Linked DNA regions of Mus musculus: all the other regions are linked to region 1. Evidence: chromatin contacts called from public promoter capture Hi-C data. All regions are on one chromosome and are shown on one strand. Each heading gives the region's core, a stretch centred on a gene start, on an enhancer-like site or on the middle of the called end of the contact. The rest is flanking DNA. Distances are from core to core; before and after follow the strand shown. Region 1 holds the start of Vti1b (vesicle transport through interaction with t-SNAREs 1B). Region 2 holds the start of Med6 (mediator complex subunit 6). Region 3 holds the start of Churc1 (churchill domain containing 1). Region 4 holds the start of 4930426I24Rik (RIKEN cDNA 4930426I24 gene). Region 5 holds the start of Sptb (spectrin beta, erythrocytic). Region 6 holds the start of Mthfd1 (methylenetetrahydrofolate dehydrogenase (NADP+ dependent), methenyltetrahydrofolate cyclohydrolase, formyltetrahydrofolate synthase). Region 7 holds the start of Plekhg3 (pleckstrin homology domain containing, family G (with RhoGef domain) member 3).

The links. Promoter capture Hi-C pulls out the DNA fragments that hold promoters and counts their contacts. Capture Hi-C pulls out chosen DNA fragments and counts their contacts.
Region 2: a promoter capture Hi-C map of liver shows a contact between it and region 1, with 2.6 times the contacts expected there. The contact joins the promoter of Med6 here to the promoter of Vti1b in region 1. A contact is called at or near these places in 1 of 39 promoter capture datasets (erythroid cells) and 2 of 9 other capture datasets (adipose tissue and liver).
Region 3: a promoter capture Hi-C map of liver shows a contact between it and region 1, with 2.5 times the contacts expected there. The contact joins the promoter of Churc1 here to the promoter of Vti1b in region 1. A contact is called at or near these places in 7 of 39 promoter capture datasets (the C10 cell line, the HPC-7 cell line, hippocampal neurons and 3 more) and 1 of 115 datasets of contacts at active chromatin or transcription factors (astrocytes).
Region 4: a contact with region 1 is called in a promoter capture Hi-C map of cranial neural crest. The contact joins the promoter of 4930426I24Rik here to the promoter of Vti1b in region 1.
Region 5: a promoter capture Hi-C map of hippocampal neurons shows a contact between it and region 1, with 3 times the contacts expected there. The contact joins the promoter of Sptb here to the promoter of Vti1b in region 1. A contact is called at or near these places in 1 of 39 promoter capture datasets (hippocampal neurons) and 1 of 115 datasets of contacts at active chromatin or transcription factors (astrocytes).
Region 6: a contact with region 1 is called in a promoter capture Hi-C map of liver, with 2.6 times the contacts expected there. The contact joins the promoter of Mthfd1 here to the promoter of Vti1b in region 1. A contact is called at or near these places in 1 of 39 promoter capture datasets (liver) and 1 of 115 datasets of contacts at active chromatin or transcription factors (astrocytes).
Region 7: a contact with region 1 is called in a promoter capture Hi-C map of pre-B cells, with 2.5 times the contacts expected there. The contact joins the promoter of Plekhg3 here to the promoter of Vti1b in region 1. A contact is called at or near these places in 2 of 39 promoter capture datasets (liver and pre-B cells) and 1 of 115 datasets of contacts at active chromatin or transcription factors (embryonic forebrain).

The regions. Positions count from the first base shown.
Region 1 is chr12:79,171,044-79,175,267 of GRCm38.p6, forward strand. Vti1b (vesicle transport through interaction with t-SNAREs 1B) reads right to left here and starts at 1,415. Exons shown (of 6, transcript NM_016800.3): 1 at 1,177-1,415. The coding sequence starts at 1,291. Rdh11 (retinol dehydrogenase 11) reads right to left here. Exons shown (of 7, transcript NM_021557.6): 7 at 3,190-4,224.
Region 2 is chr12:81,593,622-81,597,798 of GRCm38.p6, forward strand. Med6 (mediator complex subunit 6) reads right to left here and starts at 1,387. Exons shown (of 8, transcript NM_001347384.1): 1 at 1,319-1,387. The coding sequence starts at 1,340.
Region 3 is chr12:76,763,463-76,767,486 of GRCm38.p6, forward strand. It overlaps Churc1 (churchill domain containing 1), which reads left to right and starts at 2,076. Exons shown (of 4, transcript NM_206534.2): 1 at 2,076-2,176. The coding sequence starts at 2,138.
Region 4 is chr12:76,401,905-76,405,645 of GRCm38.p6, forward strand. It overlaps 4930426I24Rik (RIKEN cDNA 4930426I24 gene), which reads right to left and starts at 2,090. Exons shown (of 4, transcript NR_166810.1): 1 at 1,253-2,090; 2 at 891-991. Hspa2 (heat shock protein 2) reads left to right here and starts at 2,272. Exons shown (of 2, transcript NM_001002012.1): 1 at 2,272-2,385; 2 at 2,625-3,741. The coding sequence starts at 2,630.
Region 5 is chr12:76,708,796-76,712,926 of GRCm38.p6, forward strand. It overlaps Sptb (spectrin beta, erythrocytic), which reads right to left and starts at 1,752. Exons shown (of 36, transcript NM_013675.3): 1 at 1,140-1,752.
Region 6 is chr12:76,253,958-76,257,579 of GRCm38.p6, forward strand. It overlaps Mthfd1 (methylenetetrahydrofolate dehydrogenase (NADP+ dependent), methenyltetrahydrofolate cyclohydrolase, formyltetrahydrofolate synthase), which reads left to right and starts at 1,275. Exons shown (of 28, transcript NM_138745.2): 1 at 1,275-1,587. The coding sequence starts at 1,547.
Region 7 is chr12:76,531,511-76,535,572 of GRCm38.p6, forward strand. It overlaps Plekhg3 (pleckstrin homology domain containing, family G (with RhoGef domain) member 3), which reads left to right and starts at 2,050. Exons shown (of 19, transcript NM_153804.4): 1 at 2,050-2,308. It overlaps Mir5135 (microRNA 5135), which reads right to left and starts at 1,702; the gene lies at 1,624-1,702.

The sequences.
Region 1 (4,224 bases), core at 165-2,664:
TTAATAGCTTTACATATCTCATTTACTCCCCACAAAAACTCCATGAAGTCAGATGCTACGTTTTACTTTATAGTGGAAACTAGTTTGGTTAAAATAACTTGCAAAGTCACATAGCTAATAAAAGGTGTATGTAACTTAGATAATCTGACTCTAGAACTCTTTTCTTTCCTTCCTTCCTTTTTTTTTTTTTTTTTTTTTAATTTTTGATAGAGTCTCAAGATAGAAGAATCTAGCTGGTCTGGAACTCTGTGTTGCTGTGTAAAACCAGGCTGGCCTTGAACTCACTGAGATTCTGTTTCTACCTCCCAAGTGCTGGGATTAAAAGTGTTCACCACTGGCAATCTCTTGAATGGCAGAAAAATATTTTGTCATACACTGTTATCTTTAATGCACAGGTAGACATTCTCATCTCCAGCTCAAACGAGTATGCGCCTCTTATTTAAGTTCATTCATTCAACTGATCACGTGAGAAGACACGGCCCCTTCTCAATCTTCCTCCTCACATCCACCAGTCTCATAAATCTCGGCACCACCTGTTGGATTTAATGCTCACTCTCCAGATTCGCATGCTTACCCAGTCAACTGTCATAGAAGCTCCTAACACAGTCTCTTATAGCCATTCTCACATCCTCTATCCAGCTATCCGCCGCCTTGCTTCTAAAATGAAATCCACATTACTCCGCTGCTTATGTTCCTTAAGGATTTACCCTAGTACGTCAAAAAAGTCTAAATGTGAGACTTCCGGTTCCTCTCCAATGTAGCTGTCTTCCTCCCCTCACCTCCCGCCACTGTCTCACATATAAGCTAATCTCCATGGTTACAACTATTTTTAAAATTTCATTGCCTACCAAAATGCCAAACTCCTACATGCCCAACTCCAAATTAAGGGTTTTTTTTGTTTTTTGTTTTTGTTTTTTGTTTTGTCACAGGAGCACAGATTGAAGAATGCCCTATGCTACTGGGAGAGGAAGATAACTAAAGGCTCGCTAGGAGAGGACATCCTAATGTCTATCCCTTTGCACGCCCCCAGTCACCACAAGAGGCAGCACACCCTGGGCGTCCGGGGCCCGACAGCAGCAGGGGGCGTGCCCAAAGGGGAAGCGGGGAGCCCCGGGTCGGTGTTTGGGATCCTGCACCCTGCGGAGTCCTCCCGGCCTGGTCCCGCCCCCGCCTCACCTGTCCCCGCGGTCCCCAGCAGCCGCTCCGGCACCCCTTGTAAGTCTTCAAGGAGGCCGCGGAAGATCTCGTGCAGCTTCTCGAAATGCTCGGAGGAGGCGGCGGAGGCGGCCATGGCGCAGGTTGCGCGTGAGCTGCGGCCACCGGGCGCTGGGCCCACTCCCACCTCAGCAATCAGCTGCCCAGCCCCGAAGCCATCACTGCAGCCGCACCTCGGCCTCCCGGAATCAGGCGCTTCCGGGGTCCTCGGAGCCGGACGCCCTCCCCCTGCTTGTCACTGCACGGGCGCCGGGCGCCAAAGCCTGACAAGAAGCCGGGGCGGGGACGACACTCAGCTACTACAGGGGCGCGGTCTCGCGCCAAGACGAGCCGGTGGCTCCGACCTGGAGACAAACAGTGGGCACAGAGGAGGTACCAAAGGGAAGGGCCCGAGGGAGCCCGCGGGACTGGCGCCTCGGCCGCCTCATCCGGGCCCGCCGGTCCTGCAGTGCATACTGGGAATTGTAGTTAAGTGAGGGAGGACGGCCGTGCAGGGAGGGCCCGGAGTGCCAGCGGTGTTGCGCAGACTGGCTAGCACACGCCCCTCGCTGTCATCGCAGTTCCTTCTGCCACCTGACTTCATATCCCGTCTAAATGTTCAGTCTCAGCCCTAGATAGATGAGCAGAGGCCTGCCTACCCTCGGATGGTATAACTCTAATAAAAGTGGAGAGATTAAGTGGCCAGGGTCACATGTTTTCAGAACCGGAAAATGGGCAGTGTGATCCCAGAATACCCACAGCTTTTAGCGGCTGAACCAGTCCAGACCATTAGGCTGCCCCGGGTTCTCATTCACAACATGTTAAGAATAGACATTTTGATAAACCAAAGTTATATATTGATCAAAGTAATTTTGTCTCTGCCCTTGGGTAATGTATGATTTGGTGTGGAAGACAGACCCATCTTATCTGCCCTTATGTGAAATATATCAACAATTACGAAGTCCTTTCTGTCCTTCCATAGATATAAACCCCTGTGTATACTGTTGGCAGGGTTTCCAACAAAGGGCCCACTCACAAAAGTTTTCGTGGTGATTCAATATTTATACATGGAAATATATATATATATATATATATATATATATATATATATATATATATATATATATATATATAAAAGGGTGTTACCGAGGGGTACAACACTTATCTAGCATAAGCAAATCCTATAGTCCATCTTCTAAGGTGTGTGTGGGAGTGGGTTCCTGGTGATTTTTGTCTTTGAAGCCCTGGGTTTTACAAGCTTGAATCCACCAACCGTTAAATTCAATGAAAAAATAAAAACAAAACGCAGTGTGCAGGGATGACAAAGTCTGATGTTGTTAGCAGTGGTGCGAAGTCTTAATATTTTTCTTATAAAATTAAAAGGTAGTTCAAGAGTGTTGTTGTTCAATTTTAATCCTAGCACTTGGAAGACAGAGGCAGATGGATCACTGAGTTCGAGGCCAGCCTGGTCTACAGAGCACATTGCAGGACAGCCAGACCATATAGAGAAACCATGCCCAAAAAACATAAAATTAAAAAATTTATACTTGAATATGTATGAACACATGTGAGGGCAAGTGCCCTGCCTGTGGAGCCCAGAAGAGGGTGTTGGGTCTTTTGGAGCTGGAGTTACAGGTGGGCTGCCTGCCATGCTGTTAAGAGTTGTGTGTGATCCAAAGAACTGTGACATTTCTTCAACCCCAAGTCTTATCTTTCTGTCGCAGAAATAGATATAAAAAGGAGCTCCTGCCAAGACCGAGAGATGTGGAAACAGTGACCTTTGGTCGGTGTCACGTAAGTAGAAAATGATTTGATGATTGGTCTGGTGATCACAAACCAAATTAACGACACTTGCATTTTAGGTGTACTATAGTGATTCTGGGACACAGGCATCCAATAGAATGGGAAATAACTGCATAACTGTGTTTTCTTTAAGCTACAATTACTTTCATTTAATTCTAACAGTTATAATCTAGAATTAAAAACAAGGTAATTGAAAAGAACCTTTGTTTTCATTGACAAGTGAATATAAATTAAGTGAAATATTATTTTAATTAATCACTGCATTGTCAAAAATTTTCCAATATCCCCATAAACTAATTTTAAAATACGTTTATTGGTCAGAACAAACCCATAAATTTATTAATTTACAAATATTAGAAGTTAAAGATTGTGGTCCTGTCAGTCTTACATATTCAAGCTTAAAATATAATTGTCAGCCCGAGGAAATGGCAAACTCCCTTAGAATAGCATCCTCCAAACCAGTGATGGGAACATGAGGGATTCCTGACACCCTTGGTCTGCATTGCTTTTGATAAAAGCTCTCCAAATAAAGCAGAATCGTAGTAAATTGAGGCTATCTCTACTTTCTTTTGCAGTGCTGGGATCAAACCCAGGGGCCTCAACATTTCAGGAGAGCATACCCCCAAAGTCAAAATTGATTTCTTTTTTTTTTACAAAATTATTTGTATGTGTGCCTGCATATATATCTATGCACCACATTCCTGCAGGGCCTGTGGAGGTAGATGAGGCTGTCTGATCCTCTAGATCATCTATAACTGAGGTTATAGATGGTTGTGGTTGCCAAGTGGGTCCTAGTAATTGAACCAGGGTCCTCTGGAACAGCAGGCATTACTAAGCCATCCCATCTCTCCATACACATTCCTGAAATGGACATCTTGTTAAGCTAATGTAAGAAAATGCTCTAAAAGATTATGAACTGACTATAATTACCAATCCTTAGGATAACATTTCTGAATAGAGAAATATTTCACTCTTGTGCTTTGGACATTTTCCTATCACTCTGACTGACTGGTGATTAAGACAGTGTGCCTTTCTGTAGCTGTCTATTACTGCCTTTCCGTTATGGTTTTAGATCCTCAGCTGACCCCTTCATTATCATGTGTCCCCTCCTAGGATTTTTCTTTTAAACTTCTTCCCTGCGGCATCTGTGCTTCTCAGTGACCGATTACAACACAGATAGTGTCTCCCTTGCTTTGCAACTGTACTCAAAGACTCCACAGTGATTTG
Region 2 (4,177 bases), core at 137-2,636, 2.4 Mb after region 1:
GGCATCAGATCCCATTACAGATGGTTGTGAGCCACCATGTGGTTGGTGGAATTTGAACTCAGGATCTCTGAAGAGCAATCAGTACTCTTAACCCGCTAAGCCATCTCTCTAGCCCCCTTATTACTAATTCTTATTCCATAACCAGAATCACAGATAATCTGCTCCCACTAAATTGTGAGTTTTTATTCATCAGGAATGAGCATAATAATCACTAAATGCTTCCAATCCATGCCTGAAGGTCAAGGCAAGTATGACTTACTTTATTATTCACAGATCTCAATCAATTTAAACAGCCTCATGTATCCATGGACATTCATCTACAAAAACTGAAATGAAAAGTCAAGTCTGAAAATAAAAGGTAAGTTGTGATCACTTCATAAACAGAATATACCAAAAACCAAGCAGATTTAACCTTCTCACTAATGCAGTCATCACTCTTCCAAGCTACCTCTAATTTCTGTCCATCCCAGAAAAGCCCTGGTTTCGTTTTGTTTTCCTTTTTTTGTTTCTAATTCTATCCCTGACTTTTACACTACTGTCAGCAGCTAAAATGATCTAGTAAAGAAATGCGTAAATGAAAAAAAAAAAAGACAAAGTCAGAATATGCCGTCCCTGTTGACTGTTCTCTCACATTTATCTTTCCAGATCTTCTCTTCTACATCTCCTCCCTATGCCAGCTTCTCTGCCATTCCTCTAAACACCAGACACATTACAATTACGCTAACAAATCTAAGTAATAAGCAATCCACTATGTACATGTATGAAATTGCCAAGAGGAAGAATGAAATATACACAAGCAAAAACAAACTGCTAAACAAAATGCTACCCGACCAAGAAGCTAGTAAGAGGTTGAGTCTCCATTCATTTATTTATTCTTACTCAATGAAAATATACCTCTACTGCTCAGCTTGCCGAAGGCAACCACTGAATGAATGATAAGTGAAAGGTATTATAGGCTAAAATTTAAAATTATTAATAAGAAGACGGGGATTTCTGTCCGGGGACCCATAAGGTGGGATCAGCCCTTATCTTATTCCACTTCTCTCTTCCGAAAAGCTATCCCTTCGCCCCGACATAACGCCCAGCATTGTGAGAGAAACCCCTAAATTGTTTCTAGTTTTTCCGCATCTACCCTTTTAAAGAGACTCGTCAGAAAACGGGAAAGCGCGACCCCTTTTCGTTAGATTAGAGCCTTAGGGTATCCAGGAGCCACTCAGAAGAACTTGAGAGACCTCACAAAAGAGGGTAACGCTGACTTCCGCAAGCTATGAAACCCCAGTAAACCACAATCTGGTAAGGGGAGCATAAAATTAATTACCTCGGATATCCACCGCCGCCATAATTCCAAAAGCGCTATAAGAGCCTCCTTCCGGCGCACAGTAAAGGCGATGACTACCGCGACGGAAGCGGAGGCTGCCGGCCGTACGGTTAGCGGGGAGGTCAAAAGTATTCACGCGGAGCGCGGCGGCAGGAAAAAAAAAAAGTGTTTGGGGGCGGGGATGAGACCTAAAGTGGGTGGAGCCGGGTTGAGCTTTGGTCGTTGGACACGGGCGGGAAAGAAGAAGGCGTGTCACAGGGTGGCGGCGGGGAGGGGAGGGGATTGGGACACGCAGAAGGATGGCGCAGGGAAGGCGGGGCCTGTAGACCTGTGGAGTAAGAAGATAAAGAATGACCCCCTCGCTTAGATGCCAAACTGCAGCTGGCAGAGGTTGTAGTAACAGAGCCAGAACAAAACAAACAAACAAAAAATAAGCAAAGCGTTAGGCCCAAACAGTGGGGAAAGTAATTTCATTTACAAGTAAAGAGGTTAAACAGAGCGCTGCCTCGTGCTCACTACTAACATTCTAAAATTCTCTAAACCAAGGCTTTCACTTGTAATCCCATCTCTCAGGAGGCAGAGCCAAGTGCATAACAAATTTGGGGCCAGCCTGGACTACACACAGAGACAGTATTTTTAAAAACCTCATGAGTATAAAAACAAACTGTTAGACTTAGGAGCTCCGTTTTTCACCTTATCTCAAGCAGAGAAAATCAAGAGACTTTGTTATTCCTGTTATTGAACCAACTAAAAACCTAAACCAGTTAAAAACCTGTAGCATTTTATGACTAAATTTCAAGAGATAGGAAGGGAATTCAGGGGTGAATTATTAACAAGATTAAAAAGAGAAAAGGAACTGGGCGTGGTGGCGCATGCCTTTAATCCCAGCCTGGTCTACAAAGTGAGTTCCAGGACAGCCAGGGCTATACAGAGAAACCCTGTCTCAAAATAAATAAATAAATAAATAAATAAATAAATAAATAAATAAATAAATAAATAAATCAATAAATAAATAAATCAATAAATAAAATTTTTAAATGAGAGAAAAGGAACGAAAAAACAACAACAAAAAAGAGAGAGAGAGAGAGAGAAGAGGAATTCCTTGAGTAGTGTCTAAACACTTGAAGGCAGGGAACAATTCTGTGATGTGAGGAAGCCATAGAAACCCACAACAGAACGTTCTGTCTCTAGTGTGGTTTTCTAAAAGCAAAATGATGGAGATGCTTACAAACAAGATACAGAAACTGAGAGGAGAACCCCAAAACCTGAAGGAAGGAACCTAAATTCACAAAACTAAGGACTACCTAGGCTCCCCCAGCATGTAACCAGAATCCACAAACAAGGCAGGAGAACCATTAATTTAACTGGGACTTTTCGACTCACAGATCAAAGAATTCCACATTTTAAATTCTCAGCATAATAAATACATCACACACACACACACACACACACACACACACACACACACACACACGTTGGTTTTCAAGACAAGATTTTTTAGCTGTCCTGGAACTTGGTTTGCTGACTAGGCTACCAAGCTGGCCTTGAACTCACAGAGATCTACTTGCCTCCGCCTCTCAAGTGCTGGTATTAAAGGTGTGGGCCACCACATCCAGAGAAAACATATTTCTTGTTCACTTCAATTTGTGAACTAGGATTTTATACCGGAAATGACAAAGAAGTGTGTCCAAACTGCTCTGCTTTTCTGTTTGGTTTGTTTCTTTGTTTTTATTCGGATAGTTTCAGCAGGAAAAGGCAAGCTTTTGGGTTTTGTTTCACTGATCTTGTTTCCTTATGTCTTTAGAAGATTAGGAAAGGCTGTGGCAACACACAGAACGTATGATAAGCCAGACTGGAGAAGTTCACTGTATTTTGCAGCCTGGCGAGGGCCCTGCCAGAGGGCTTTCTGTTTGGTTTGTTTCTTTGTTTCTTTTGTTTTTATGTGGACAGTTTCAACAGGAAACAGCAAGTTTTATAGGATATAGCTAAATAGCTTTATGTGATGCAGCCCACAGGTTAGAACATTCACGATTGGTGTGCCTGGGTGTGGCACCGCCCTGAGGACCACAGGTCCTGAGGACTTCATGCTGTTAGGAGCTCTGCTCCGCTCGCTGCCCTCACTGCCCCCTTAATCTAGGAACTGTGAAAACTCTAAGGGCAACTCCACCCCTCACTGGACAGTATCTCTGTCCCTCACAATAATAGTGCTTGTTCTTTATCAAGCATTACTGCTGGAGCAGATTAATGATATAGTTACCACTCTAGAAAGAACTTAAAGATATAGATTGTCAGCAGTGACCACCACCCTTAGAAAATATTTGGAAAAATAAAATTGTTAGTGAAGCTAGGTTGAGATGTTTTTGCTACTGGCTCTGATGTAGAACATCTTAGGTAACAATTTGAAGTTCAGAAAGGCACACTCTTATAAGGTAACCTAGGAACATTTTATGGCCAAGGAACAAGAACAATGGCAGCCCTGGCTGACGTGAGTCTCACTGAGGCTGGCTGGTGGTGGCTGATTTCTTATACTCATTTTTACCCTCAATGTCCTGATATGATTTAATAGGATTACTGATGAGAATATGTGCATTCTGCGTAAAAGTATAATAAGAATTGCTGATGAGTATATTAATTCTGAGGATTTAAAGTAGATATCACTGATTTTTATGTAAAAGTTTAGATTTGTGATTCTTTTAAGATTCTTATAAGATTACTTTTTATAAATAATGAACTAATTAATCCCCCCTTTTTTTGAACCTCAAATTGCTGTTTGCCAGTAAGAGAAACTGGCTGAGAAAACTACTTTGCTTGCTCACACTTAATCTATGTAATCTATAATAAGTTGCTTAGTTACAAATG
Region 3 (4,024 bases), core at 826-3,325, 2.4 Mb before region 1:
AGAGGTGGGGTATGTTCTATGGAGGCATAGAAAGGGGTGTCTCTGTGGGCCCAGGCTGAGGCATCCCTTCCCCCTGAGGGACCAGCCACAGGACCATATAGTATAGAATAGAGTTTATTCAGGGCATGGGGAGGGGAGTCAAGAGGGTAGTAGAGGCAGAGAAAGGCAGAGAAAGAAAGAGTAGAGAAGTAGAGGGGTAGAGACCAGCCATGAGCATGTGGAGAGAGAGGGGAAGAATGGTCGAGAAGACAGAGCAGGGGCAGGAAGACAGGAGCAAGAGAGTGAAGAGGTGGGCAAGCAGCCCCTTTTATAGTGAGTCAGGCACACCTGGCTGTTGCCAGGTAACTATGGGGTGGAGCTTAGAATGCTAACAACTACATTCTGGGTATCATGGAGAACAGCTTTTTTTTCCTTCCTGAGGGTGTATTACCTTACTTAATATTATAAGTCCACTCATTTTCCTACAAATTTTGTGATTTCATTTTTTTTCTTTAGAACTGAATAGTATTTTTTTTCCTGTGTAGCCCTGGTTGTCCTGGAACTCTATCTATAGACCAGGTTGGCCTAAACTGCACAGAGTTTGGCCAGCCTCTGCCTCCCGAGTGTTGGTACTAATGTCATGTGCACCACTGCCCAGCTCCATTTTTTATATAGAGAGATTTTTCATTTTACTTTTATCTGTTGACAGACAACTAGGTTGATCTTAATTCTTGGTAGAGTAAATAAATCAGGAATAAACACAGGGGTGTAAATATTCCTATGTGTTCTGGGTAAATGCCCAGGAATAGAATAACAGGTTCATATGGTGATTCTAGTTTTAACTTTTTGAGTAGTCACCAAACTGATTCTACAATGTCTGTATTTTAATTTGCACTCCCACCAACAGTGACTAACAGTTCCTTTCTCTCCACATCCTTCCCAGCATTTGTCATCAGATTTATTGATGAGAGCCATTCCGACAGGGGTGAGAGGGTATCTAAAAAATAATTTTAATTTGCACTTCCCTGATGTTTGAGGACAATGAACACTTATTGGCCATGTTTTGTTTTTTTTTTTAATTTTGAAAAGTGTCTATTCAATTCATTTGCCCATTTATTGACTGGCAGTTTTGTTTCCTTGGTATTTAGTTTCTGCAATTCTTATAAATTCTGGATATTTGCCTCTTGTTTGAAATATGGCTGGTAAAGATGTTTCCCATGCTGAGGACTGTTTTTTTCTGCTAATTGTGTCCTTTGCTGAATAGAAACTTTTCGTGTAGTCCGTTGATACTAAGGGTTAGTTTCTGTTAGTGTTAGTGTTCCTGTGCTAATTAAAAAGTTCTTGTCCAAAGCAGTGTCTTTTTTAAAAAATTTACTTTTATTTTATGCACATTGCCTGCATGTGTGTTTGTGTTAGGGTGTCAGATCTTGGAGTTACAGACAGTTGTGAGCTGCCATGTGAGTTCTGGGAAGTGAAATTGGGTCCTCTGGAAGAGCATTCAGTGTTCCTAATGGCTAAGCCATCTCTCCAGCCCCTCCAACCCAATATCTTGACAACTATCCCCTATGTTTTCTTCTGGAAGTTTCAGTGTTTCCTGTTTTAGATAATGGGTTTTGATCCATTTTTGAATTGATTTTTGTACAAGGCGTATGATAAGAATCTAATTTAAATAATTTAGTAGGTTCTCGACAGCGCTCTAAGCTTCTCTTCCCAAACACCAGCTTACTCCTTCTCTGAAGTCTGATCTCTTATCTGTTATTATAGCACAAAATGGTATTTAAACTGTCATTTCAGGTTTTTTGAGTCTGGTAAAAATGGAGGCAAGAAGAAACAATTCCCCTTTTTGCTGTACTTCTGTAATTCTTTTTTAATCAGAATTCAAGAAGGCGCCTATTAGAAGTTCTTTCAGGCTCAAAGCCTCTTCCTCTTTTCGACACTTCTTTGAGTCCTCAGATCTTTTCAATACCTGAAGATTTTTGAGTCCAGTCCTCGGTGCACCCTCCTTACCCGGAGACCGCCTAACAACCGTTGCTATGGGCGGAGACTTTTAGCCAGCTGTGGAGTCCTTAGATCGTGTGCGACAAAATCGATATCTCAACTCTCGCGAGGTTTCGCCTTCCGGGTGTCGCTGGGGTCGTTCTCCGAAAACTGCGTGACGATGTGTGGGGACTGTGTGGAGAAGGAGTACCCCAATCGGGTGAGCAAGTGGGCGCGAAGAGCCTCTCGCAGGCTCGGTGTTCGACCGATATTCCTAGACAGGCCAGGGGCCCACTCTGCAGTCCTGTCACCCCAGTGACCCTGAGTACCGGCCGCAGGTTCCCTCTGGTGGCTGACGTCAGCGGTCCTTCCGGTTCTGTTGCTGGGGACAACGGGGAACCCTCAAAATTACCTACCCACCCAAATTGACAGCAGCCTCTGAGGCCCTGACGCGATCCCGGCTTCATCCTCCAGCTCGACTTGATGGAATTCTTTTTACCTCATTCTGTCGCTGAATGAACGTATGAGGTCATTTTAAAATCCACCTTTTTTGAGACAGGTTTTGTGTAGCCCAGGCTGGTTTCGAACTCTCTATGTACCCGAGGAGGATTTTGTTTGACTTTGATCCTCCTTCCACATACCTCTTGAACGCTGGCATTACAAGCGCGCGCCACTGGGCTCAATTTAGAAAATGTTAGGGATGGAAGTGAGAGCTTGGTGCGGAGGCAAGCTTGCCACCGACTGAGCTACACTTCCAGCCTCTGGTTCTAACCCACGTTTGAAGATGGCAGAACTGGTCCCCAGAGAGGACCTATCACCTGCCCAAGTATGAGAGCCGAGACTAGATTGTGATCTCCCTCTCCGCCTCGTCCCGTTCTCTTTTCCTTGCGCCTTCCCTTTCCCCTTCCCTTCTTAGCACTGAGGCCTGACCCCAGCATGTGTCCCTACCAGGCAAGCACTCTGCCAACAGAACTATACCCCCTGCTCTTATTTTAAGCCTTTGCGCCTCTCGGGCTTAGGAGGTTTTGAGGCTTGGCTCTTACTGTTCTTTCAGGGAATCACTACTGCACGTTGATGTGTGTAGAGAGTGCTTGGCTGCTCTGTGAAGGAGTGACTGCCAAGGCTCTGGGGCTGCTTCTGGGCTTGCAATTTGGGGGCATAGGATTGACAGGCTGCTGTTTAAACGTAGTGAAAAGGAAGATTGAGCAGGAATGGGGCTGCGGTGTTCTCCTTCCACATAAGGTGGGTTTGGACGATGATTTAGAGGAGGAAGGATCTGCAGGACAATAGCAAGATGAAGGACCCTTGAGTTGGCTGGGAGGGAAAACATCCTCATAGTTCTTTCTCTTAATAGTTTGTGAGTGATGGGCACACACCTCTAATCCCAGCACTGGGGAGACAGAGGCAAGCAGATCTCCAAGTTCAAGGCCAGCCTGGTCTATAGAGCTAGTTTGAGGACAGCTAGAGCTACACTGAGAAACCCTGTCTTGAAAAAACAACAAAAACCCCACAAAAAGAAAACTTCTTTTTTGAGTTATATGTAAGTCTTTTGAGATTGTTATGTTAGAGGAATTTTCATTATGGTACAACCACTTTGGTTTATAAAGTCATTACCATTCATTATCAAATTTAAATGTCCCCTGGAATGACACAGAAGTGCTTATCCCGGAAAAATGCACGTGCTCTCATCTCCTGGCAACGTGTATAAGAATGCTTGTAAGATCATTATTTGTCGTAGGCCAGAGCAAAACTCGTGTTCGTAAAAGGAAATGTCTTAAGAGTAGGGTTGTGGGCTGGAGAGATGGTTCAGCGGTTAAGAGCACTGACTGCTCTTCTGAAAGTCCTGAGTTCAATTCCCAGCAACCACATGGTGGCTCACAACCATCTGTAATGGAATCTGATGCCCTCTTCTGGTGTGTCTGAAGACAGCTTCAGTGTACTCATATAAAGAGTAGGGTTGTGAGTGTGAATTAGATTTAGAGTATCAGCTCTCAAGTGGAAGCGGTTTGGCAATATCTAGAGACACTTGATTGTCACAGTGAAGGCGCTCCTTGGCATCTAGTGGGTA
Region 4 (3,741 bases), core at 840-3,339, 2.8 Mb before region 1:
GGTACAAATGTTTGTTAGTCCTCATCTTAGGATGCTGAGAACTGAACCCAGGCCCTCTATAAGAGCAAGCTGCTAGCTTCTTAACTGCTGAGACATCTCTCCAGCCCGCTACCTTCCATATTTAAAGATTCATTTAAAAATATTATAATAATAACAATAATATAATAAAGGTGTTTTGTCTACATGGATGTGTACCATCTGCTTGCCTGAGGTTTATTTATTTTTTTACTTATGTATGTATGTATGTATGTGCGTGCCTTTATGAGTTTATGTGCACTTGAATACAAAAGCCCAAGGACGTCAGAGAGTGGTGACATTCCCTAGAACTGGAGTTAATGGTGGTTGTGAACCGCCATATGCATGTTGGGAACAGAACCCAGGACCCTGCAAGAGTAGTTAGTCCCCTTCCTAGCTGAGCCATCCCTTCAGCTCCATCCCCTCTCTTCCTCTTCGCTGAATTTCCCCAGAGCTGGGTATATAAGCACAGACTATCACATATGGTCTGATATTTTCTTTAATCCTTTCCTATTTCAAGTTTTTCTTCAGTTTCTTTCATGGAAAATAGAGAACTGCAGTTGCCAATGGCAAACGTGGTTTTGAAACTGTAAATTACATATAGGAATAGAAAGAATCTTTAAAACTTTCCCGATTAAGTTTTGTAGAACTCTGAGCTGGAGAGATGGCTCCGAGGGTAAGCACACTTACTGCTTCACCAAAGGACCTGGGTTCAGTTCCCAGCATCTGTGTCAGGTGGCTCAGGACCAAATGTCACTCTAGCTCTAGGGTCTCTAATTCTGGCCTCTGCACCACATTGCATACACACACACAGATAATTTTTTTTTTAATCAAAAGCTCTTTTAAAGTTTTTTATTGAATTCTGTCAACATTACCTTTTAGACAACGAAAACTTTCATGTTTCTCATACTGTCTTCTCCATCACTGTCTCACACGACTTACTGGCCAGTTTCAGAGGGGTGCTTCTTTCCTGGAGCTTCGAAGACAAAAACAAACAAACTAACAAACACCCCAAAGCACAAAAAGTTGCTTAACATATCCAGATTCTAATCTTCAATTCTGAACTCTTCTGCCCTCCTCGTCGCCCACATTCCACCACCTCAACCTCGATAAAGAATGCTTTTCTTACTCTCCTTTGCAGGAGTTAGGCATGTCACCTCCTCAGGGATGCTTTGATGTTTTCCCCTCAGGCTCTGTGTGCCCCTCCCTGCCCTCTGTTGTCACCGGACTGGCTTACCCCCTTATCACACGACTTAGGCCCGTTTCCCTTGTTCTTTTCATCTCATATTGGGCACCTGTCAAAGTTTTACAGCGACGACTGTCCTCAGCTTCCCATCCGTAAGGCGAGGCGGTCGTTCTACATTACAGGTCTCCGTTTTCCTGTAGGGAGTCCTTTTACAGGAGCCAGCTTCTGCCCACCCCCTTGTTCCAGAGAATACTTTCCAAAATTATTCTCAGATTCCGGCTAAACAAGTGCCAAAGACTCTTTTTCATCTACTTCCTCTCACAAGTCTGTGCTGCCAACCTATTCTTCTCATTCAACCGAACTCCGCGCAAAAGGACTAATTCCTTAACAAGATCACGCGTGCGGGGACGGGAGTCAGAGGGGTGACACTGGCTTATTACGCAGTGCCACCAAGAAGTCAAAACCGCCCATTAGGGCGCCTGAAAGAAAATAAACTAGGAAAGCCGAGGGAGAAAGTTGGGCGGAGGCGGCTCGCGAGCCGTAGCCGCTCGCGCTGCGCGGGAAGCCACCCGCCTCCCGGGTAAGCACCCCGCATCCTTCCCCGGTCGCGCACTTTCTGAGACGCGCTGGGAAGGGGGAGGGGTACTGACTCGTACCCGCCCAACTTCGCAGTCCCCGCCCTGGAACCGCCCCTCACCCAGCCCCAGTCCCCGCTACAGGAACAGCAGGGGCAGGGAAGGCGAGAACCGATCCCAGCCGTTCTGTATTCGATGCAACCGCCCTAGAAGGAATTCGGGCCCCGGGAGCCGAGTCAGTGGCGGCACCCGACACCGAACGGTACAGAAACCCTTTCGGAGGCCAGCGCCCCTTCCGTGCTGCCTCCGCGCGCCCCGCCCCGCGCCTCCCTGCCACACGCTTCGGATTCTGCGCTGCTCATTGGGCATCTGCCCCGCCAATCTGAAAGATGTTAGCGAATCACGCTTTAGAAAAGGCAAAGAGAACGGGAAAGGGGGCTTTCACACTGGCTCCCCTGGCGCGAGCTTAACGCCCCCAAAGCGGCTGGAGGCACTGGGCGGGGCTTCATTTGCATAACGGCCGCCCCTTGGTCTCCCTGCCCAAGGCTGGCGTCAAGCGCCTCACCCAACTAGATATCAGTTGGACCACCGGCTGGTCACTCCGACCAGGCAAGCCTGTGGGAGCGCCGGACGGGTTGGAGCGGGCGGGCCCGGGGACCGATTGGCTCTGAGAGTTTCCAGCAGGCAGGGAGGAGGGGACTATAAGAACCAGAAGCCCCGTAGAGGTCTCCGGGAGACGCTAGTCGCGCTCGTGGAGAGTTGTGAGAAGCGACCGTTGGCTCAGGTCCCGGCTTGCGCTTGCCTCTCCTGACGCTTTCGTCCTAACGTTGCTTTGCCTGTTTTTTCAGTCAGGATGTCTGCCCGCGGCCCGGCTATCGGCATCGACCTGGGCACCACTTACTCGTGCGTGGGGGTATTCCAACATGGCAAGGTGGAGATCATCGCCAACGACCAGGGTAACCGCACCACCCCCAGCTACGTGGCCTTCACTGACACCGAGCGTCTCATCGGCGACGCCGCCAAGAACCAAGTGGCCATGAACCCCACAAACACCATCTTCGACGCCAAGCGGCTGATCGGACGGAAGTTCGAGGACGCCACAGTGCAGTCCGATATGAAGCACTGGCCGTTCCGAGTGGTGAGCGAAGGTGGGAAGCCCAAAGTGCAGGTGGAATATAAAGGGGAGATGAAGACCTTCTTCCCTGAGGAGATTTCTTCCATGGTCCTCACTAAGATGAAGGAGATCGCCGAAGCCTACCTGGGGGGCAAGGTGCAGAGCGCAGTCATCACTGTTCCTGCCTATTTCAACGACTCGCAGCGCCAGGCCACCAAGGATGCGGGCACCATCACCGGCCTCAACGTGTTGCGCATCATCAATGAGCCCACAGCAGCGGCCATCGCCTACGGCCTGGATAAGAAGGGCTGTGCGGGCGGCGAGAAGAACGTGCTCATCTTTGACCTGGGCGGGGGCACCTTCGATGTGTCCATCCTGACCATCGAGGATGGCATCTTTGAGGTGAAGTCCACGGCCGGCGATACCCACCTGGGTGGCGAAGACTTCGACAACCGTATGGTCAGCCACCTGGCGGAGGAGTTCAAGCGCAAACACAAGAAGGACATTGGGCCCAACAAGCGCGCTGTGCGCCGGCTGCGCACCGCCTGCGAGCGCGCTAAGCGCACCCTGAGCTCGTCCACGCAGGCCAGCATAGAGATCGACTCGCTCTACGAGGGCGTGGATTTCTACACGTCCATCACCCGCGCCCGCTTCGAGGAGCTCAACGCCGATCTCTTCCGAGGGACCCTGGAGCCGGTGGAAAAGGCGCTGCGCGATGCCAAGCTAGACAAGGGCCAGATCCAGGAGATAGTGCTGGTGGGCGGCTCAACCCGCATCCCTAAGATCCAGAAGCTCCTGCAAGATTTCTTCAACGGCAAGGAGCTGAACAAGAGCATTAATCCCGACGAGGC
Region 5 (4,131 bases), core at 502-3,001, 2.5 Mb before region 1:
AAGGCTCCTCTCATTCAGGAGCTATCTGAATCACCTCCCTTGGAAACTGAACTATATACATCCATTGCACAGGCAGGGGTTTTGTGTGGCTGCCTCCTAGCGTGGAGGTGACAGCCGTATCCTCTCCCCACTGAAGTTCTTAGTAAAAAAGAGACCATCACTATATAATCCCATCCCACCCTGCCGGATGCATCTAAAACAATGGCTTCTTTCCATATCCCTTCAGTGAGTTAAGGGTGTTATTAACTGTAGCACCTCTAATTGCTCACTGAAAACAGTGGTTTGGATATTAATAGACTATAAATCAAGGCCCTACCTAAGGCTTGTTGTCACGGAAACTGTACTCAAGCCTCGTAGCTATTTCCCCTTTGGGAAGTCTGGGTAAGTTGGTGGGACTTGAGGATTGTGTTAGAGCTCTTGTTTCTTCCATTTTCTGCTATTTCTCCGGGGCCAAGTTGCTGGAACTGGCACGAAGGGTAACCGTAGAGTGGGCAGTAGCTTGGAGATAAGGAACTCAAAGGGAAAAGGTGGGGGTCCTTGAAGTATAGTCCTGGGACACTTGATCTCTCCCTTCTCAGTCTACACTGGGCCACTCTGCACGTCCTGCCTGACATCCTGAGGCCCGGCCCCCTCTGCTGCCCTGAACTGTCCTCCCAGCCTTGGCACTGGGCAGCCCTGGAGCGCGCTAGCCAAGTTCCAGAAGAGGATCCGACACGCCCGGGGGTTTGAGAAACCAGGCAGCAGGAGGCACAGACGCGGACAGTCCTTAGACCGACGACAGGCAGCCCCCCCCCCCAACTTTGCTCCCAGGCGAGGGTCCTGGGGGAGGCGGCCAAGAGCACAAACCCCCCAAACCCACTCCCCGTGCCCCACGGCGACACTCTACTAGCTGGCTTCCCAAAGCTAGCGCCCTGCTCGCCCAGCGCCTGCGAAACCCACGCGGGTTCCCGCGTCCCGGGGTGACGACTGCCGCAGCCGCCAGGGCCTCCTGGGCTCCTCACCCCTCCCGCCCCGTGCTAGGCACCCGGGGCCAGGCCCCCACCGGGCTGTCGCGTCACCCGCCCCCTGGGCCCCGCACTCCCCGGCGCTGGCTCCGGGGCACCCAGCTCCCTCCCGTCGCGCGGCCCTCGGGGACTCACCTGCGCTGGGGCTGAAGCGGCGGCTACCCCGAGCCCGGGGGCGGCGGCGCAGGGGGAGGAGGGCAGCACGGGGCTCCTGGCACAGTGGCCGCCGGGCGCCTGGTGCAGCGGAGCCGCGGACCCGCCCAGAGATATAAATAACATTATCTGAGGAGGGACATTCCTGCCGGGGGACATCGCTGCTGCCGGGACCAGATAGTCCCGCGGCGGGGGCGGGGAGGCGGGGCTGCAGCCTCCCGCAGCGCCAGGCCCGCCTTCCCCACCCACTCCTGCACCTGCCAATCAGACTGCGCGCCCGGGGGCACCTGCCTAGCCGCTAGCGCCGCCGCCGCTGGGACCTGGGACGCCAGGGTCCTCTCTCACCTCCCCTGATCCCGCACACACAGAGCCCCTTGCCACGGGAAGAGGACTCGACTCTGCTGCTCCGGCCTAATTTGTGTGCCCGGAGCCGCAAGCTGGCGGCGAAAAGGAGTCCTCCCAGCCTTTCCCGCCTAGCGTCCCTGCAGACTACGATCTGGTTTTGAAAAAACATCTAAAGACCCGTTTAGGCCATAGGGTGGGTGAGGAGGGCGCCCCGGCTGTAATGCCCCTCCGGAGATAGGCTGGAAGGGACAGATTGTTCCCGCGGGCGGGTTACGTTAGAAAGCGCGCTCCCGGCCGGCTACAACCGGCTGGTAGTAGGAGCAGACGCTGGGAGCACAGGGGGTGGGCACTGGGCCGAGGCCCCCGCCCCCAGCCTGCGGGCTGGAGGCCGCGGCTCCTGCTTGTAAGCAAGGTACTGTCCCGGAGAACCCGGCTGTGCTGGTTGGTGGCGCTCAGCCTACAGTTGCATATTGCAGGGTCCATAATCAACAGGCAAGCCAGCATACCAGCCCACCTGCACCATCCTGTGAGCCCGGGTCTCCGGGCAAGACCCTGCTTTCTCACTGCAAGCTTTGGTAGGGTGGTGTACAGCAGGCCAGAGGAGATGCTAGAACCAAGGGTGTCAAGTACATCTGCGACTAGGGAGGGTGACACACGGACGAACACGGGCGGCTTGCAAGGCAGGCTATTTCCTTGACTTTTTAACAATACAAGGTCATCGCTCTGTAATGTTGGTTGCGTGCCTTGCTGTACCTTTCCTTGTTTTATTTTTATGGGGGGGGGGGAGGGGCGGCCCTCCATACGCTGTGCCTGGGATGGTCTCTCACAGACTATCAACCCGGGTAATCGCAAGTGTAATGGAGACACCAGTGGCGATTAAAAAGAGCATAGATGCAGAAGGGAGCTTTAACTTTGATGCTCCCCGGAATTCTTAACAGGAAACAGCCTTTCTCTTGACTTGTTTGCTTGAGTGTATAATTACGCTGTTTTCTAGGATTCATGAGCAAAGTGTGTTGAGTTGCCAGATGTTCAAGCTTAGTATTGGGTATTAAAGGTACGCAAAAGATATTTCACTGCCTGCTGCCGTCACACTTCTTTTGAGAGTAGGTATTTGGACAGTAAAAATGCTAATTGGGACAAAATCCACAGGTATTAAAAAGCCATAGAACTCTTCCCTCCCCTTTTGCCTGAGTTCTTATTACATACTAATTTCCCAAATGGCATCAGTATTACAAGGAAAATGACACACCGGCCTGGGCTATCCTAGAGGTTAACAGCGACCTCCCACCTCCTTCCCCCACTCAGACCATCTAGCAATTCTCTGTAGTGAGCAAGAGCTGTAGATCTTAAGCAAAGCACACATTTAGCACTCCAAAGGCCCTGGGACTCCCCAATATCCTCCAGCACCACCCCAAACCATTTGCTTTGCTTGTTGTTGAGTTCAAAATCATCTTTTTAGGAACTAATTCCTGGCAAAAACAAAAAACAGGCCAACTTCAAAAGCTGAGACTTAGATATCACAAGTAGAAATCCTTGATCTATTTTTGAAAGAAAAAGGGAGGGTTGGAATTATGTATTTATGTGTTTTAAACCGTGTGTGAATAAACTTATTAAATAAATTCATGAATCCCAGAATTGCAGCTTTGCAGCTACGTAATTATATATTAGAGGAAACAGATAATTCTTAGCTATAGGCTTGAGGCTCTGAACTGAATGGTTGCACACATATTTTCCTTTGGAGCGTTCAAATTTATAATTTTCAACCACAAGAAAAAAATGAATATGACGACGACAAACGCTCCAAAGCAACAGACAGATTAGTCCAAGATTTTACAAACCAGCTCTTCTGCTGTGGCTATCTCGACTTTAGCTGAACGATAAATAATTCAATACAACCTCATTTGCTGCAGATCCTGTTATCCTGACAACATCCCCAAATGCTTCCCAGCTAATAGAGTTACAGTGACATGATAAATCAGAGCCCAGTGAGAGAGGAAGTTTAGAAGTGCAGAGAGAAAGGGCATTGCACAAGCACAGGAATGAGAAATTCGGGACAGTGTGGGGGAGGGAGGGGGGACACTGATAGAAAGGTTCACTATCAAGGTCATTGTTGAGACAGAGCGTCTTCAGGGGCCTTCTTAGAAAACTGTACAGTATCTATAAAGTATCGTTGAGAATTCTCTACAGGAGATAAAGATGGACCTTCATCTTCATTGGTCAAAGGACTGTCCCTGCCCATCTTGACAACCTGGATTTCCAAGGTTCCCTGTAAGCTTCCCTAGTTAATCTGCAGCTTTGGAAGAGTTCTGGGACCCGAAGGGAGAGCTTAAGACTTTAGTAGATGCTGTGAGCCAAGGTTTGGGAGGAAGCCTTCAGAGACTGAGTGCCCAGCTCTAGCTGAAATCAATAGGTGAGGCTAAGGGGGTGGATGTAAGTAAGGACACTAGAGTCGTCTAACTATAGGGGGATGTCTGCTAGTCTCCTTCTCCTTCATAGTCTCTCTCTCTCTCTCTCTCTCTCTCTCACACACACACACACACACAGTTCTTTGAGAATTCCTTACATGTCTGCATCATATTCACTCCCCCAGCTCTTCTCAGAACCACTCCCTTTTCTTTAACCTCCCTCC
Region 6 (3,622 bases), core at 25-2,524, 2.9 Mb before region 1:
CAGGTCCTGAACTGGCTGCCTTCCTGAGCGCTCAGAGAATAAAGCTTTCATTTTTAAGCTTCCTGAGTCTGAAATAAGTTTTCTCGGCTTGTACCTCGAACCCAACAGTAAGAATCCAGCCCAGTTCCAGCGGCAGAAAAAGCAAAGTCAAGGCAGTGGCTCTGATGTATTCCTCTACCACCAGGCTCCCGAGGACATGGCCAAACTCATTTCTGCACCAGGGCAAATGGGGAGGGATGCCAGCCTTGCTGGCATCTAGCTGATGAACAAAGTAGTCTCTGCTTCAATACTGATTTGGTCCGCTGAGACCAGAGGATCACTCGTCCTGAACTCTGCTCCCTTCACGCTGATGAAGCCCCACGCTTCTGCTCTGAGGTCCCTCTTAGCTGCTGGGCTGAGCCTGCTTTTGGGCTTCAACCCTGGGAGGATAGCAGGTTTTAGTTATGGAAGGCTGGGTTCAGTAGTAGCGAACTTGTCTCTATGTCAAGGCTGTGGATTGATCGTCCCTGCTGTTACTAGAATTGCGAGCCAGACCCTGGGCTCTGAGAATCTAATAAACCAGGTTAGTCACCATCCTTAATAAGTCGATTAAACAAGTAATGGTAAGATATAGAAAAAGGAGATTTATTCAATACGGCCACATTGGGAAGAGGGACAAAGAGAAGTCTTATCTTCTGAGTTCTAATATGAAACTGAGGTTTAAGTAAAGAGTCAGACTTGATATAGAGTTGAACAGTGAAGGTCGAGGTGTGGACCTGTCCATTACTGTCTTGGCTTCAGTCCTGCAAGGTGATCTCTGAAATCTCTTTCCCCGGAAACAAATTTCTACTCTGGCTGGTGGAAAAGCAATTCCCTGGAGTGCTTCCTCCGCAGATGGCTAACCAGAGGGACACAATTGCCTCGTTAAGGATAGCCTCACTCTTGCTAGGAGGGTAACAGAGAGGCAGTTATCCCAGGTGTTCCCCACCACACTCTGAAAGCTAGGGCCTATGACAACGTGGAAAGCCGCATTGCCTGCTCCAGGTCAGTAGCCGGAATCAGCTTAAGGCCTCCAAGATCCTGCCCGGAGAAGCCAGTACGATCCAAAATCACACTGCTTTGCAGGACTCTGTCGCCGCAACCTAGGTCACGCAAACTTGCTCAGACAGGCCCATTCCTGCCCGGACTCCGCCCAGTTCCACCGCGCCCCCTACACACTATCTCTGATTGGCTAAAAGCGAGGCGGGAAGCTCCCGGCTCATCAGAGGCGGGCTCCACACAGGCTCTTTCCGCAGCCAGTCATTGCCGCCAACCAGTCTTTGGTGACAACCCTCTTGCTGCCTGGGCCCACCGGCTCCCGCAGACGCTCCTGGGCCTCCTCTGTCAGCGGGTCACGACGTCTTTCCGGGTCGCCTGCGCACCTTCGCTGCTGAGCGCGACGCAGGCGCACTAGCTGATTTCTCCCGGGAGGTCCCTGAGCACGTGGGTTGTGCTGTCCTGCGCGCGCGGAGCGACTGGAACCTGATTTTTGCTGGTGTTCACCGTGGGTGGCAGACTAGCAAAGGCCATGGCACCAGCGGGAATCCTGAACGGGAAACTGGTTTCTGCGTAAGTACTTGCCAGTGATAGTGGTGGTGGGCTCAGAGCAGGGCGTGCAGATCCCCAAGCGCCTGGGCTCTGCAGGAGAGGTGCTTAGATGGGGTTTGCGGGAAGAGAGGACATCGACACGGGCTCCTAGAATCTGAAGACTGGTTTCCTGAAGCCAGAGAAACACATGCCCGGCCCAATGTGCAATTGCAATAGACTGCCTGGGGTGGCTGCATTCCTAGGTTTGGCGGCAAGTCCTGACCTGACCTTGTTCTCAAAAGTGTAGCTGCTGGCATCATTCTGCCTAGACACGGGCTACCTGAGGAGTCCAACCTCAGAAACCCAGCATAGCCGCTTGTCTGGCAATTTGGTGGTGATTCGGTTGTGGCAAGATTTGACACGGGTGATTGGTCAAATCAGAGAGAGGGTCTCTTTCTAATTTTTTGTTTGTTTGTTTTCTGACAAAGGGTCTCTCCACGGAGCCCTGGCTGTCCTGCAACTTACTCTGTAGACCATGCTGATCTTGAACTCACAGAGATCCCCTCCTGCCTCTGCCTCCTGAGTGCTGGGATTAATGGCTTGGGCTACCACACCTGGCCTAGAGGGTTTCCTCTAATTCAGCGCATTCCTCATTACACCAAATGCTGTCTTTTTTTCTCTTTCACCCCGCCGGCTTCACTTCCAAGGTATCGCACAGGCAAGGCAAGCGCCGCACCACTCAGCTACTACGCCAGCGCTCGCTTGCTCTACCCTTTAACAGCCTACCTATCCGTCCTGGCGCTAAAGTTACTTTTCAGTTTGGCTCTTGTGTGCTGACCCTATTCCATATTCCGTCAGACCACCTGTTCTGGCCGTGCAGATTTAAATGCTTAACTAGTGGGAATGTTTGCCAAGTGTCGTCCCAGAGAGTAGCACCCTTTTGCTGTTTGGGAGAGAGGGCTGGGAATTGAGCCCCTAAGTGTGGAGCCCGAAAGTGTGCATAACATCTGGGCTACATTCCTTGCTTTTTGTTTAGGGAGTGAGTGTTGGGGACTGCTGAGGAGAGAGAAAGGTCTGTTTTTGTGAACTTGCTGAAGGTTGCTTTTCCGACATTAGGTATCTGGTTATTTATTAACTGCTGGGGCTAGCAGTAAGTGTCCAGTAAACACTTGGTTTTGTCACAAGAGACCTTGAGAGAATGATGGTGAAGCCTACTCTAGAGTAAAGAGAGCTTTTGTTGAAGATTGCGAAAAAAGAGGAAAAATATAAATTAAATGGTGAATCTTGCACTAAGGCAAGGAAGAACTCCAGATTTTTGGACTAGAAATCATAATATATACAAGTTCTTTTCTTTCTTTCTTTCTTTTTTTTTTTTTCCTTTTTCTTTTTTTAAAAGACAGGGTCTTAGGTAACCCAGGCTTGCCTCAAACTCAAATGTATCTGATTCTGGCTTTGAACTGCTGATTCAGTGCTTGCTTATACTTCCAAGGGCTGAGATCACAGGTCTGGACCACTACATCAGACTTTTGTTTGTTTGCTTGTTTTTCAAGCCAGGGTTTCTCTGTGTATCCCTGGCTGTCCTAGAACTCACACTGTAGACCAGGTTGACCTCAAAGAGATCTACTTGCCTCTGCCTCCTGAGTGTTGGGATTAAAGACATATATCACCATGCCTGCTTTTTTCCCCTTTCTTAAACCTTAATGTGGTGGCTGGAGAGGTGGCTCAGGGATTAAGGAGAGCACATCTTGTTCTTCCAGATAACTCAGTTCAGTTCTTAGCACCCTGTTCAGACCATTCACAACTGCCTGTAACTCCAGCTCCAAGGGAAAGATGCCTTCTGGGTACCCACGGACAGGCATGGCATACACTTATACACATACACATGCACAGAAATAATGTTTTTTAAAAAAAACTTACTAAGTATATTTTAGGTTAGTCACATATTATGGGATGCATATAGGTAGTAATAATGTATATGGTTACTAAAGTGACAAATGTAAATTATAAGACTTGCTAAGATGAACTTACTGGGCACAATCCTGGATACAGTAGTCTTTGATTACCCACAGTCCTCTGT
Region 7 (4,062 bases), core at 800-3,299, 2.6 Mb before region 1:
TAGAAACTCCCAGCTCTACCACCCACTAGCAGTATGACCAAGCCTCAGTTTCTCCTGTAACCGCAATTGTTCTTGTAAAATGCTCAAAGGTTAACACAGTAAGCACTCCAGTGTCGCCCCCTCAGACTACGCCCCTTGATGCAATTGATCTTGGCCAGACTGCTCCATCCTTAGAGCCTCAGTATTCTTCCTGCAAAATGGGAGTAAGTGTATTCCTGCCTTAGTGATTATAAAGTGCAGTGCACTTGGTAGCACCATTCCCTAACCATTACTATCATCAACATTTTATTTTTCTTTTCTAGCTAAGGAGCCAGTCATACATTCAAAAGTTTTAAATCTCTGGATTGGGGCTGGGGGACGTCTTTGGAAGTTGGGAGTTTAAGATTAGTAGGAAAGGACTGGTAAGATTTAACAGATTAGAGAAGAAACCAGAAACCCAGAAAGTTCGAGGTGGGAAGGAGTGGGGCTTCTCCCTTTCCCATCCCACCCCGTAGTTTTATCTCTCTCCCCCGTTCCCGGGTAATCTTGTTTCTCACCAGTGCTGTCCTCTAGTCTGCCGCTCTTCAAGCCTAACCTGTGGACTAAGTAACGTGAGCCTTACTTTCTGGCCCTCCCGCAGTCAGGAGCAAGGACTACTTTAATCTTTACTCTTCCCAGGGATCCCGTTTCAAAGTCACCTGAAAGCCATTTCCTCTCTCTCTGCCCCGCCCCTCCCCGTAAATCACTAGGTGCTTGCTTTTCCCTGGGGCAGCTTTTTTTTTTTTTTTTTTTGAGGGCAGTGGTGGAGGAGGGGATTTTATAAGCTATTTAGGATTTTCACTTGTCTACACTTGGCGGTCTAAATGCTGAGTTACTGGGGTCGATTCTCCATTCCTGTTCCAAGAACCTGGTGCCATCGTTTAACGCAGGAGTCCTACTTCTTCTGTGATCTCACACTGGGCTCCCATCTCCTACCCCTCTTCATGGTGCGTACTGGGGACAGCATCTAATGCTACCTCCCCTAAGATCTTTACCAATGAAAGATTTATTCTTAGTGAGGTGTAGTAGCGCACACCTATAATTCTAGCACTCTGGGGGATCACTCAAGAGTTCTGGGCTAGCTTGGGCTACAAAGTGTGGGCCTGTTTCAAATCAAAAAATAAAATAAAAACAATAATTAGGGCGTGGTGGTGCACACCAGTAATCCCAGCACTCCGGAGATAGAGGGTGGAGAACCATTACTCTCAAGATTACCCTCTGCCAGTCTCAGATAATTGAAATCCTGCTTCAAAAACAAAAACCACACAAAAGATTTATGTTCTTGCTCAAAATCTAACTGGTTTGTATTCTATGTGCTTGTGCTAATCATCCCCCAATTTTCCCATCCCCTAATTTCCCGGTACATGCCTTTTGTTGATAGATCGCACTCAAAATGGGGTCCACTGACATTCAGGTTCCTCGATCAGTTTTTCTCATTAACAGTCCCACTGAGCGCCGCGCCCCGCCCCGCCCCAAGTTATGCGCTTCTTATCTCTTTCTCCTCAGAAGGTAAGATTTTACAACTGTAAAGAGCCACCGAAACCTAGTTTCGGCGAGGAATTCGAGACGTGCCTTTCTGACTCAGCGGTCGTGGTGACCTGCTCCAGTAGGACCAGGACGCCCTTGCCACCTAGACCTGCGCTTCTCCTGGGAAAGTCTAGGTGGCTGGGCTCCGAGTCCTCTCTGGTCGGAACCTGGTCTGGAGGCTTTCGTTGCCCTCTCGGCGTGATATCAGGGCGGTGGCACTAGAGTAACCCCACCACGTGCGCCTTGGGATCCCAGAGTTCCAGGTGGCAAGGGGAGGCGGCCAGCGGGACCCACACGGCGGGCCACGCGCGTTAATCATTAGCCACGGCGGCCGCTGTCTACAGCGGGAGCCACAGCTCGCTCGCACCGCCGCGAAGGTTCCCCCGGGCCCCCCAGAGCCGCCAATTGCTGGATCGCAGCCGCGAGCGCAGTCTCCACCCACTGGAAACATTCCTGGTCCGCCCCTCCCTGGCTCCCTCCCTCTCCCTCTCTCTCTCCCTCCCTCCCTCCCGCCGCAGCCTGGACTCCGGCCGCAACTTCCTGCCCGGTGCTGGGGAACCGTGCGCATTTCGGGGGTCCCCCGGCGTCTGGTGCTCGCAGCGAGCAGAGGCTGGGACCGCGGGGCGGCCAGCCGTGGGCGGGAGCGGCCGGCGGCCTCTGCCGCTTCCGAGAGCGACTTTCAAACTCGAGCCCGCTTCGCGGCGCCACCTGGGCAGCCCCGCGCGCCTGGCGCGTCGCGAGCCGGCGGGGCGGCCACCGCTTGGTGAGTGTCCCTAGGTTTGCCTTTCTCTCTTTGCCCATGCTCGATTGGCTGAGTGGCAGCGCTCTGCGGAGACCCCAGGCTAGCCCTCTGTGGGATGAGGACCTGGCCCCGAGCTGCCTCGGACACACTCGGAGGAGGTTGGGTCGCGGGAAGGTCGTAAGGGGAGTCACTTTTTATCCCCACCCCGGAAACCAAAGCAGCATAGGCTTTGCAGAGTTTGAAATCCGGGCAGCTCTCGACATTCCCGCCACCCCTTCCTTGTGTGCCCTGACGCCCGTGGGCTAGTGCTTGCCTGAGACTGTGGGCTCTTCTAGAAGGACTCGCCTCTGGTCCCGCCAGCCCAGGAGTGCGCAGGCACTCAGTCTGTTCTGGGTTGGTGCCACACCGTGCTTCTGGGAATCTCAGCTGCATGTCCAGGAGGATTAGAGTGGGTGTCAGAAGCCAAGTGTCCAGGAGCTGCAAATCTAGAGCCCCTTGATGCTGCCCCTAACAGCCTCTCCTTCACTCCCTTCAACTGGTTTGGTTATTCACACCCTTCTCTCAGACCTTTGATTTGGGAAGCTTCAAGCTTCAGTCGTTCAAGATGCTCCTTTGGTGGTAACGATTTATTCTGCGGCTACTTTTGAAAACAAAGGGGGGAAAAAAAAACCGGAACAAGCCGCATGATGGTTGGAGGGTGGAGAAAGCGGCGCTGCGAGGTGGTGCTAAAAGTTGGGTGAGAGTATATCGTCTAGAGTCGCTAAACTCTTGGTAGATTAAGGGCTGTTAAGATTGTTAACCCTCCCAGCAACCGATCAGTACTAGAGCACCTTACAGAGAACCCTAGTCTTAGGGTTCCCAGTCTTCCAAACTGTGCTTGTTCAAGAGTGCATTCCAGTCACAATGAACCCTTCAGAAATAATTAGTGTGGAGTAAAATGACAGCCTGAGAGGGAGAGGCGATGTTCCCTGCTGTGCCTGGCCTTCCCCAGTCCCTCTGCTAAACTGGAATCTTGTGTTATAGATGCTCAGCATAAAACCTAGGGACTAAATACCAGAAAGCCAACTGTGGCGCTGCTGTTATTCCTTATGGTTCTGGGCTCACTGGATGGCTCACAGACCCCATCTCTCATGTAGACAGACTACTAAATGCCTGCTTGCCTCTGCTGGCCGCACTCTCTGGACTTTCCCGCTGGTGCTGGAAATCCGCTTTCACCCCTTCACTTAGTCTGGGCTGATAAGGGTGGTAGTCTGTTTTAGAGTGGCCTTGGGGCTTTTCTATTGACTTTTTATCAGAGGTGGCCCGACTAGGAGAGTGGGAAGACCACTGGGCTGAGAGTCCGACAGGATTTTTGCTAGAGGTTTAATGCTGGCTGTATTGCGTCACATCAGAGACTGATCGGGTCTGAGGCTTTTTTTCTTACATGATTGGCCTGAAGCCAGATCTCACCCTCTCCTCACTCACTTATCTTTTCTGACTCAGTTTCCATACAGAGCAGCCTTTTTTCTTTATAGGGGATGTGGTAACAATAAAGGGGAGAAGGGTGTATGAGAAGTAGTCCATAAACTCCTATCAAAAAAAAAAAATAGCTGTGTAGTGGCTACAAGGAGCCCTTACATGTTTGCTGGTTATACCCCATGTGTGACACAGGAGATGGTGGACACCAGGAGCCAATTGTGGCAGTTTACACTCTCTCTGGCTTGTAATATCATAGTCCCAGAGTAAATATTGACTTTACCAAACCCGCTGCTATCTCAGGGTCACCGTGTTTATGC